Regions from separate parts of the Mus musculus genome. Here region 2 is linked to region 1. Evidence: chromatin contacts called from public HiChIP or PLAC-seq data. All regions are on one chromosome and are shown on one strand. The core of a region is the stretch at or near the end of the contact, and the rest is flanking DNA. Distances in the headings are between cores, read along the strand shown.

Region 1 (4,196 bases), core at 963-3,462:
AATCCCAAGAGCCCACTCTCCCCAGAGCATGCACTGCGAACTGTGGTTGAAGAAACTTGTGTATCTGAGACTCCTCCCTGCCCCCTTCCATTTTTACAGTCTGTTTTCATTTGTCTATGAAAGATGGTGGTGGCTGCAGGGAAGGGGCTCACTCGCTCGCTCGCCACTGGGAGGAAGTAAAACTACATGCACAGGCACACACACATGTGCATGCATATAAATACATACATGTGGGCATGTGTATAGATGTATATGCACATACCCACATAAATGTACATATTTATGTGAGCAGGTGTATACTATATCTATTAGTCTACCTATACTCATGCATCAGATGCTTGAATAAATGTGTGCTCATCAAATATCCATTTACTTCTATATACTCATTCCTCTTTATACGCAGGCATGAGCACATGCATATGATAAATAACTTGACTTAGAACTACTTTGTACATTTTGTGCACATCCACTCAATTTGAGGAGAGCAGATGGACTCTGCACATGAGAATAAATGCATGATAAGTACTCTCCCATGACCAAAATAGCATGTTCACAGGAGGTAAGCAGGAAAAAAAAAGCAGATTTAAACTCAGAAAGCAATGTAACTTCAAGCACCTTGATTTCCTCGGTCTCCTGTAATAGAGGCATACAATCTTGTGTTGAGCAATTACCTCCCAAAAAATGACAAGCAGTGTATGTGTTTGTGGGTTTATCCACCCAGATACTTGATATACTAACATGGAAAAAAGTAAATATATATATATGTATTTATATCTCTATTTACATATATCTGCAAATATACATGTATATGTAAATAAATGTGTGTATATTATATGTGTATATACATATACGCATATATTCTTATATACATATATGTAAATGTACATATATGTGTATTGTGTATGTTTAAATGTATATGTATGTGTGTAGGTATGTTTGTGTGTATATGTATATGTATATGTATATGTATATGTATATGTATATGTATATGTATATGTATATGTATATGTAGCTAAAACACACCATGGCTAAAATTTATAAGGACACAGAATTTGTTTTTCTAACATTTGGACTATTGGAAACATTTTCTGTCCCTGATGTGTGAGGAAGAGCTGAATTATACAAAAGTCAAAATAGTCCGCACACAGCAGCTGGTGCTTCTGAGCCCACTGTGGCCCTTCAGCTTCAGAACCTGGGGATAAGGCTCCTCTTCGGTAAAACTCAGATGCAGTTGATAAGCGACATAAATAAGAAAACACACTACACAGGTTAAAGAATTCTACTGAATATTGGGAGAAAAGGGGGCCTTTATAACATCATAGAGATGAGTGGGATCAGTATACAGTTATTCCAGTTTCACAGGAAAGACTATCAGGCAACACAGATCGGTCTTCTGTGGTGGAGACTGGCTGACCTCAGGCTATTTCTTCTAAAACACAGTTCCTTGTTTTTATTATTACTTCTTAGGACTGCATAGTGAAAATACCATCCATTTAAGCTACAATCCATGGTGTCCTCAGACCTGTGGTTCCACAATATCACAATGAACTTGTGATAGATTGAACGAAATCATTTTGATGTTTGAAAATGGGGAAAGTAAAACAAATCACAGTTTAGATCATTCATCTGCTGAATTCCCCCATGTCTCTGCTCTGTGCCAGGTTGCTGGGTTTATGTCAGGAGTGAGATCCCTGCCCTTATGCAGCTGGTATTCTCCTGAAGAACGGAGACTAATTTAAAAACAAAAACAAAAACAAAAAAAAAGCAACGGTTATGTAAATGACCATGCAATAGGCAATGGTTATGTAAATGACCACACAATATACAGCTGCTATGCAAATGACCAAACAATACATACAATGGTTATGTAAATGACCATACAGTGTACAACAGTTATGTAAATGACCACACACTATGCAATGGTAATGTAAATTAATATACAATATACAATGGTTATGTGCATGTCACATGAACATAGAAGCAAAACTGTCCAGATGAACAAAGGATACTAATAGGAGTGAGGGGTGAGAAAATTTAGGGGGCACATGGGGAGATGTTCAAAATGCATTATATAATTGTATGATAAAGTCCTTATACATGAATATAACCTACGAAAGGAACTTTTATTTGCCTGATATCATTGTAATCTGGGAAGTTTACTGCTGAATAAGCTCACTCTTTTGTAGTTCTTTCTGAGCTCTGGCTGGCTGGTTCAGCTCAGTTGTTCTGGCTCAAGTTTCTCGCCAAACTGACTGACTCATTCTGGCTTCTCTCAGCTTCTCACTAAAATGCTCTGCTTGGCTTCAAACTTAATTCTGGCAATTTGTTGTGATCTTCAGGCTCCTTCTTGTTCCCTGGCTTCGACTGACTCTGCTGACCTGCCCTGAATTATATGAACTCACAAAGGATCTCAACTCCACTGTACTGCACTCACTGCCTGGACTCCCAACTGACTGATTCCTAATCTCAACTCCACTCATTGGACTGAGGGAACTGACTCTCCTGCACTGCTCTTCAACCGTTAGTGTCCCGAGAGTTGAGCATATCTAATCTTTGACTCATTCTATCAAATCCTTTTCACTTTGTCTGCCCCTCAATTAGAAGTCACTGTTCAGGATTAAAGGTGTCTACTAAGGGTGTGTCTATCTTCCAGCCAGAAGAACTAAAGGTGTATGGCACATTTGCATGCTACTCAGATCACACAGACCTGGAAGGTCTTTGGATATGATCACAGCAGCCATGATGCTGAACTAAAATTCTTCTACAGTAACCCAATAAAATGAGTAGCATGCAATGAAAGTGTCATAAAATATAAGTAGAATAGTAAGATCAGCATAAATGAGAGCAAGAGGGGTGAGGAGATAGAAGACAGGTGTCTGTGTTATTTAACCTCTTATTGGAGCTCAGTCCTTTTAGCTTGCATGATTGAGTGAAAATTTGTTTCTTCTTCTTCTTCTTCTTCTTCTTCTTCTTCTTCTTCTTCTTCTTCTTCTTCTTCTTCTTCTTCTTCTTCTTCTTCTTTTTCTTCTTCCCTACTACTTTTTCTTCTCCTTCTTCTTCTACTACTACTACTTCTACTTCTTCTACTGCTACTTCTTCTTCTAATTCTCCTTCTACTTCTACTTCTTATTCTTCTTCTTTCTTCTACTTCTTCTTCTTCTTTCTTCTTCTTCTTTTTCATTTTCTTCTTCTGTTTTTCAAGACATAGTTTATTTAGGCATTCACTGGTCGATGGGCATTGAGGTTGAGGATTTGCATAATGACATGACTGTTGTCAACAACAATATTAATGTATTTCAGAACAAAGAGTCTTAACACATAGAAATGATAAATGTTGAGGTGGTATGGATGCAGAATACACTCATTTGAGTTTTACATATATGTATATAAATATATATATATATTTATATAAATATATATATATGTATGTATATGTGTGTATACATACATATACATATACATATATATACATATATATAGGAACTAACATGTTGTACCCCATAAATATGTATAGATACTACATGCTATCTTTAAAATTTCAAAAAATAACCTAAAAATGTAAACAGATAGCTAAAGAGGACCTCTCAAGACATAATCTTTTGAAGAAGACCCAGGAGATGAGAAAGGCAGCCCAGGGAGCCTGCGAGGACAGTTGTGTCAGGCTGTCAGAAAGTGAAGAAGAGGAAGGCTGGGAAAGGCTGGCTGTAGAGTGTTAAAAGTGCTTTTCCCAGTGGTTCACAGAGTTCAGAATAAGGAGAGTGGCATCCTGACTCTGGGACACAAAGGCAAAGTCTGGGAGCACAGGAGAAATGTATTTGGGGGTTGGGGGGGGAGGGAAATCACTAAAACTCACAGATTCAGATATCTGAGATAACAAGAGTAAAGACTGCATTTCAGGGCTCCGGTGAGTTTTATGGTTAATATCTAGGAATGATGGCTCTATCTTGATAAGAAAAGGAAAATGTAATCATTGAAGACTTTGTCAAATTATTTCTGAATGTAGCAAAATATACAAAACATAAATTTACCTTTTATTCATTTTCATGTGCGAGTATAGTGTACATATGTGTATGCCTGTTTCCACATGTGGGGTGCACATTGGACGTGGTACATATTCCCACACATATGTGCTCATGAGCCTATAGAGGTTGATGGCAGCAGTCATCCTCAGTCAATCACGCTACCACATCATTCGG
Region 2 (4,209 bases), core at 632-3,131, 600 kb before region 1:
GGAAAGGCACTTAATATTCATGACTGACACAGTTTCTCTGTACTGTCAGTCAGCTGGAACCAGAGCACACAGCTGGTTAGCAAGCACAGCTCTGCGTCACGGTTCCTCTGGTGACCTTAAGCAGCGAGTCAGGCATGGAGCACTGGAACACTTCCTGCTGGCTTACTTTTTCTCTTCAGAGGTGGGGAAGTGACCAACATCTGCCCCCGAATAGCCAGCCTCCTTTCTTCGCCTTTCAAGTTCTTATCAGAAGCCAACACCAGATCATGAGAATCTAAATCCAATTATCAGTCTCCAGAATAAGGGAGAAAAAGCCCCGCATACCCGGTAACATTTCTTATTTGCAGGCAAAGTAATTTGTTAGATAGAAGCTTCACTCTTGTTTTTTACAGCACCAAGGTGATGCACAGATACTTGAAAAGGCCTTCTTTGAGAAAATTTGCCATAAATATTCAGGAAATCTAAACTTTTGGGGGAAAGTCATTATTAAAATATATCTATTTTTTTAAGGCTATACATTTCTTGAGTCAGATTCTACTAGCTTTTATGACACACTTGCCTAGAATTCTAATCTGAACAAACATATTTATCAGATTTTTTTCTTCTTTTGCACACACTTAGGATATGTATGGATGCCTAATTACAACCTCAGGATTTTAGCTTTTTATATACTAAGTGAAAGCCCACAGCTTTCCGCTGTATGCCCTGATCAGAGTTTGGAATAGAGGCGCTGACACATGAGAGGATGGATGCCACTGATGTGCCTTACTCTTCCGGAACAGAAAGGCAGTGACCCGCTGCCATTTCTTCCTGGAGCTTGAAATCTGTCAGAAATGTGAAATCAGAAACAGAAGGAAATGCACGCCTCAAATCCCCTTCTATAATTCTAATTTGCCTTGGCATATCGCAGTATTTAATCAATAAGAAAATATTTGGGTGAAGAGGACTCAACAAAAAAGAAGCGCGTTATTTTTAGACAATATTTTACGGGTTGGATAACTCTTAGGCCATATCAATGCCCTTATTCCCACCTGAGGGATCACTTAAAACCAGCTTATATGTCCCAGGGCAAAACCGTGGCAATAAATTCCCAGTGCTCCAGCCTTCTGAGAATTGATCGCAGATTTATCCATCTCTGCCTTTTGGTTCTGGAGCAGACTCTAAAGATCCCAGGATGACGGCGTGTGCTTGTGATCCTGCAGTACCAGAGACTTAATTAGACATCAAATGTGCACTGCCTAATGATGGCTGTTTAAATTATGTAGGCACACACTACAACTCTCAGACCCACACATGGGAAGGAAGCATGAGGTAAAAATACAGTAAATCCCCCTTTGAGACATCGGGATGTGGGGGGAAATACCTCGTCACCGCTGGCAGCCTCCCAACTCGCCCCTCTCCTCTAATAGTCTGGGCTGTTTCGTATTTCACAGTTCATTGCTGCTCTTTCTGTCTCCCCACAACCAAGTCTGCTCCACTTCGCATTTATCAATTTAATACCTTGGCTAATTTCATCCTAGAATAATGTTTCTGTTTATAGAAGTCTAGCCCCTGTGGCAGGCAGCGAATACTCAGGGGTTTCCGGGAAGCAATGTTAATGCACACTGAAGTGGTAGGAGAGGCCCTCCAATCACAGCCCAGCACCCGCTTCCACTGCCTAGTCCGCCCCAGCCTTGGGGGTGTGATTAGGATCCTGCTGTGTGCAGCTGTTCTCAGCACATCCTGGGACAGAGAAGGCAGGGGGTACCTCAGGACCAGACCCAGCGACCCCAATGAGAGGAACAACACGTAATTAATTATTTCAACTGAAGGTCAAGGGCCACTGTGTGTTATCAGGACACAACGCACTGATTGCTCAGGGCCAAGGACGCGTTCCATTCCCCTCCACAGCTTGTACCACACATGACCAAGGTGAAGCAGGATTTGATCTGCTCAACAAATTGGTGTGTTGCCGAGAGGGAAGAACTCTGGCTGATTAACGGAGGATTGATGACTGCGTATGTTCCCAGGTAGAACCATCTGGGCAGGTGTCTTTTAACTAAGATTAATAAGCATATGTCACCACACGTTACGAGAGGCACAATGGTGGAGAATCAAAAATTTCTGAGTCCAACTGTCACGCTGCCACCGAGCAAAAGAAATTTTTTCCCAGGTAAACAAAACATTGTTCCAGCTTGGCTAGAGAAAGGTGACCTAGCTGCACCCAAAATAGTTTATACCCAAGGTACATAGCTCTCCACATCTCTGGAAAAGCAGACATAAACCAGAGGCTTCTCCGCCCAGGCTAAAGTACAGGGTGTAAGATTTCCTCTCAGCCAGAAGTCCGCATGCATATGGCCCCAAGTCAACACCCAAGCTTATAAGGTTCTGTCTGCTGCCAAGCAGCAGGGCATTCGCGGGTTCTTCTCAAAGATTGGAGAATGAGGGACCAGGGGGACCTGTAATTGCCAAGGACAACTGCAGATAAGTTGAAGATCATGAAGACAAATCGGGAGTGTCTCAAAGCACGCCACAGCTTGCCCCATGATGCCAATTTAAAGTTTCTTCTACAATATGAACGTGGGCCAGCACCCTGAACTCCCAAGGAACTCTGAGCCCACATTTTGTTTTCGTGTCTTTTTTTTTTTTTTTTTTTTTTTTTTTAGTTTTTCGAGGCAGCATTTCTCTGTATAGCCCTGGCTGTCCTGGAACTCACTTTGTAGACCTGGCTGGCCTTTAACTCAGAAATCCGCCTGCCTCTTCCTCCCAAGTGCTGGGATTAAAGGCGTGTGCCACCACACCCGGCTGCATTTTGTTTTCAAATGCAGGACCAAAGTATGTTTCCTCTCTGTAACCGATGTGTGGGAATATTATTTTACATCTTTCTGGGAAACTGTGGGCAGCACCTTCTCACAATGACTGCAAAGTCCCTGGGAAACAGTATCTTGTCTACAAAAGATGATTATATTCATGTGTAAACCATATATTAAAATAATAAAAATATAAGAAATAATAATTCCATCTGTAGTCCCTGTGAAATCTTTATATCAATGAAGACAGATAGATCTCTTAACATACATCTCTATGTCTCCATGAATTGAAAACGGTCACCTCACTGGAAGCAGAATGCAAACGTGAAGTCCAGGCACAGCAGAGAGAAGACGGGACAGAGAAAGGTTTGAACAGGGCTATGTTTCCAAGCTAAAGCATATTATTTTTTCCCCCATCAGGTTGCAGTCATTAATGTGTCTCACATGAGACATAGGAAAGGTGTTATTTCCCCAGATTATATACATTTTTACTCTTTATACTTTGCCATAGTTCATTCATGTCTCGTGTTTGATGGCTTGGAATTAACCACCTGTGTGGGAGGGCTGCATCTAGGCTATCAGAGACCAGGGATAATCAACCAAGAACCGGGTCATGGGCAAAAGCTAGCTAGGTAGTAATTACATAGCATGCACTTGTCATGCCTCGCCCTGCACAGAACGGAGAGTCACTAAATATTTGTTATTGATGAAGAAGGATCGAGAATTGGCAGGGACCGAAAGACCAAAGGTCAGAAGGGCAGAAACCAGCCCAGCAAAAAGGAGCGTCCTAATGAAACAGAAGTTCGGCAAGGTTCAGTCATTTGGAGAAGCAATTGCTGTTGCAGGAGGGAGTCATCTCTCAACCTACGCAGAATCTACTGTACTCTTTCCATTACCAAACTCAGGACCTGCTGCTAGGAGTGCCCGTAGGAAAAAGGTGTCTCCCCGACAGCATCCAATAGGCCAGGAGCAAAGAGGTCGGAGAACATCTAAGCACTGACTCACGATTGACATGACCAGTAAGGGCATTCATGGTGGCTGCACCGCCCCTCAACTATAACTACATTTCTATTTTCCTCTTAACTCCTTTAAAACCCATCCATGTACCTACCTCTGTACATCTCCTTCAAATTCATGGTCTCTTTTTTCAGTGTGTGTGTATATGTGTGTCTGTGTGTGTGTGTGTGTGTGTGTGTGTGTGTGTGTGTGTAATGAGAACAGTAACAAAATTCTGTGGGGACTAGTGCATAAGCCAGTCAAAGTCTTTGTGAATGGCCTGTTGTCAGCTACTGAATCCTGGTATGCAACCCTTCATGCCCAGGGATAAGGGAAGTCCACTTCATTATGTCCTCGAGACAGACTTACCAAGTACACAAAACTCAAAAGCCACCTCAGGTTTCTTTTCTTTTTTTTTTTTTTT

Evidence for each region. HiChIP or PLAC-seq counts read pairs in DNA pulled down with a chosen protein or histone mark.
Region 2: an H3K4me3 HiChIP or PLAC-seq map of embryonic basal ganglia shows a contact between it and region 1, with 4 times the contacts expected there. The contact joins two enhancer-like sites. A contact is called at or near these places in 1 of 115 datasets of contacts at active chromatin or transcription factors (embryonic basal ganglia) and 1 of 9 other capture datasets (embryonic stem cells).

Annotation. Positions count from the first base shown.
Region 1 is chr14:119,231,392-119,235,587 of GRCm38.p6, reverse strand. All of the region lies in intron 1 of Hs6st3 (heparan sulfate 6-O-sulfotransferase 3), which reads right to left. Among named protein-coding and RNA genes, the nearest start is that of Hs6st3, 95 kb to the right of the region's middle. Within about 2 kb of position 2,212, at least 5 of the 459 cell types and tissues checked have an H3K27ac peak or open chromatin away from gene starts, as enhancers often do. A contact at or near this core is called in embryonic basal ganglia, where this site is marked.
Region 2 is chr14:119,829,028-119,833,236 of GRCm38.p6, reverse strand. All of the region lies in intron 1 of Hs6st3 (heparan sulfate 6-O-sulfotransferase 3), which reads right to left. Among named protein-coding and RNA genes, the nearest start is that of Gm41249, 32 kb to the right of the region's middle. Within about 2 kb of position 1,881, at least 49 of the 459 cell types and tissues checked have an H3K27ac peak or open chromatin away from gene starts, as enhancers often do. A contact at or near this core is called in embryonic basal ganglia, where this site is marked.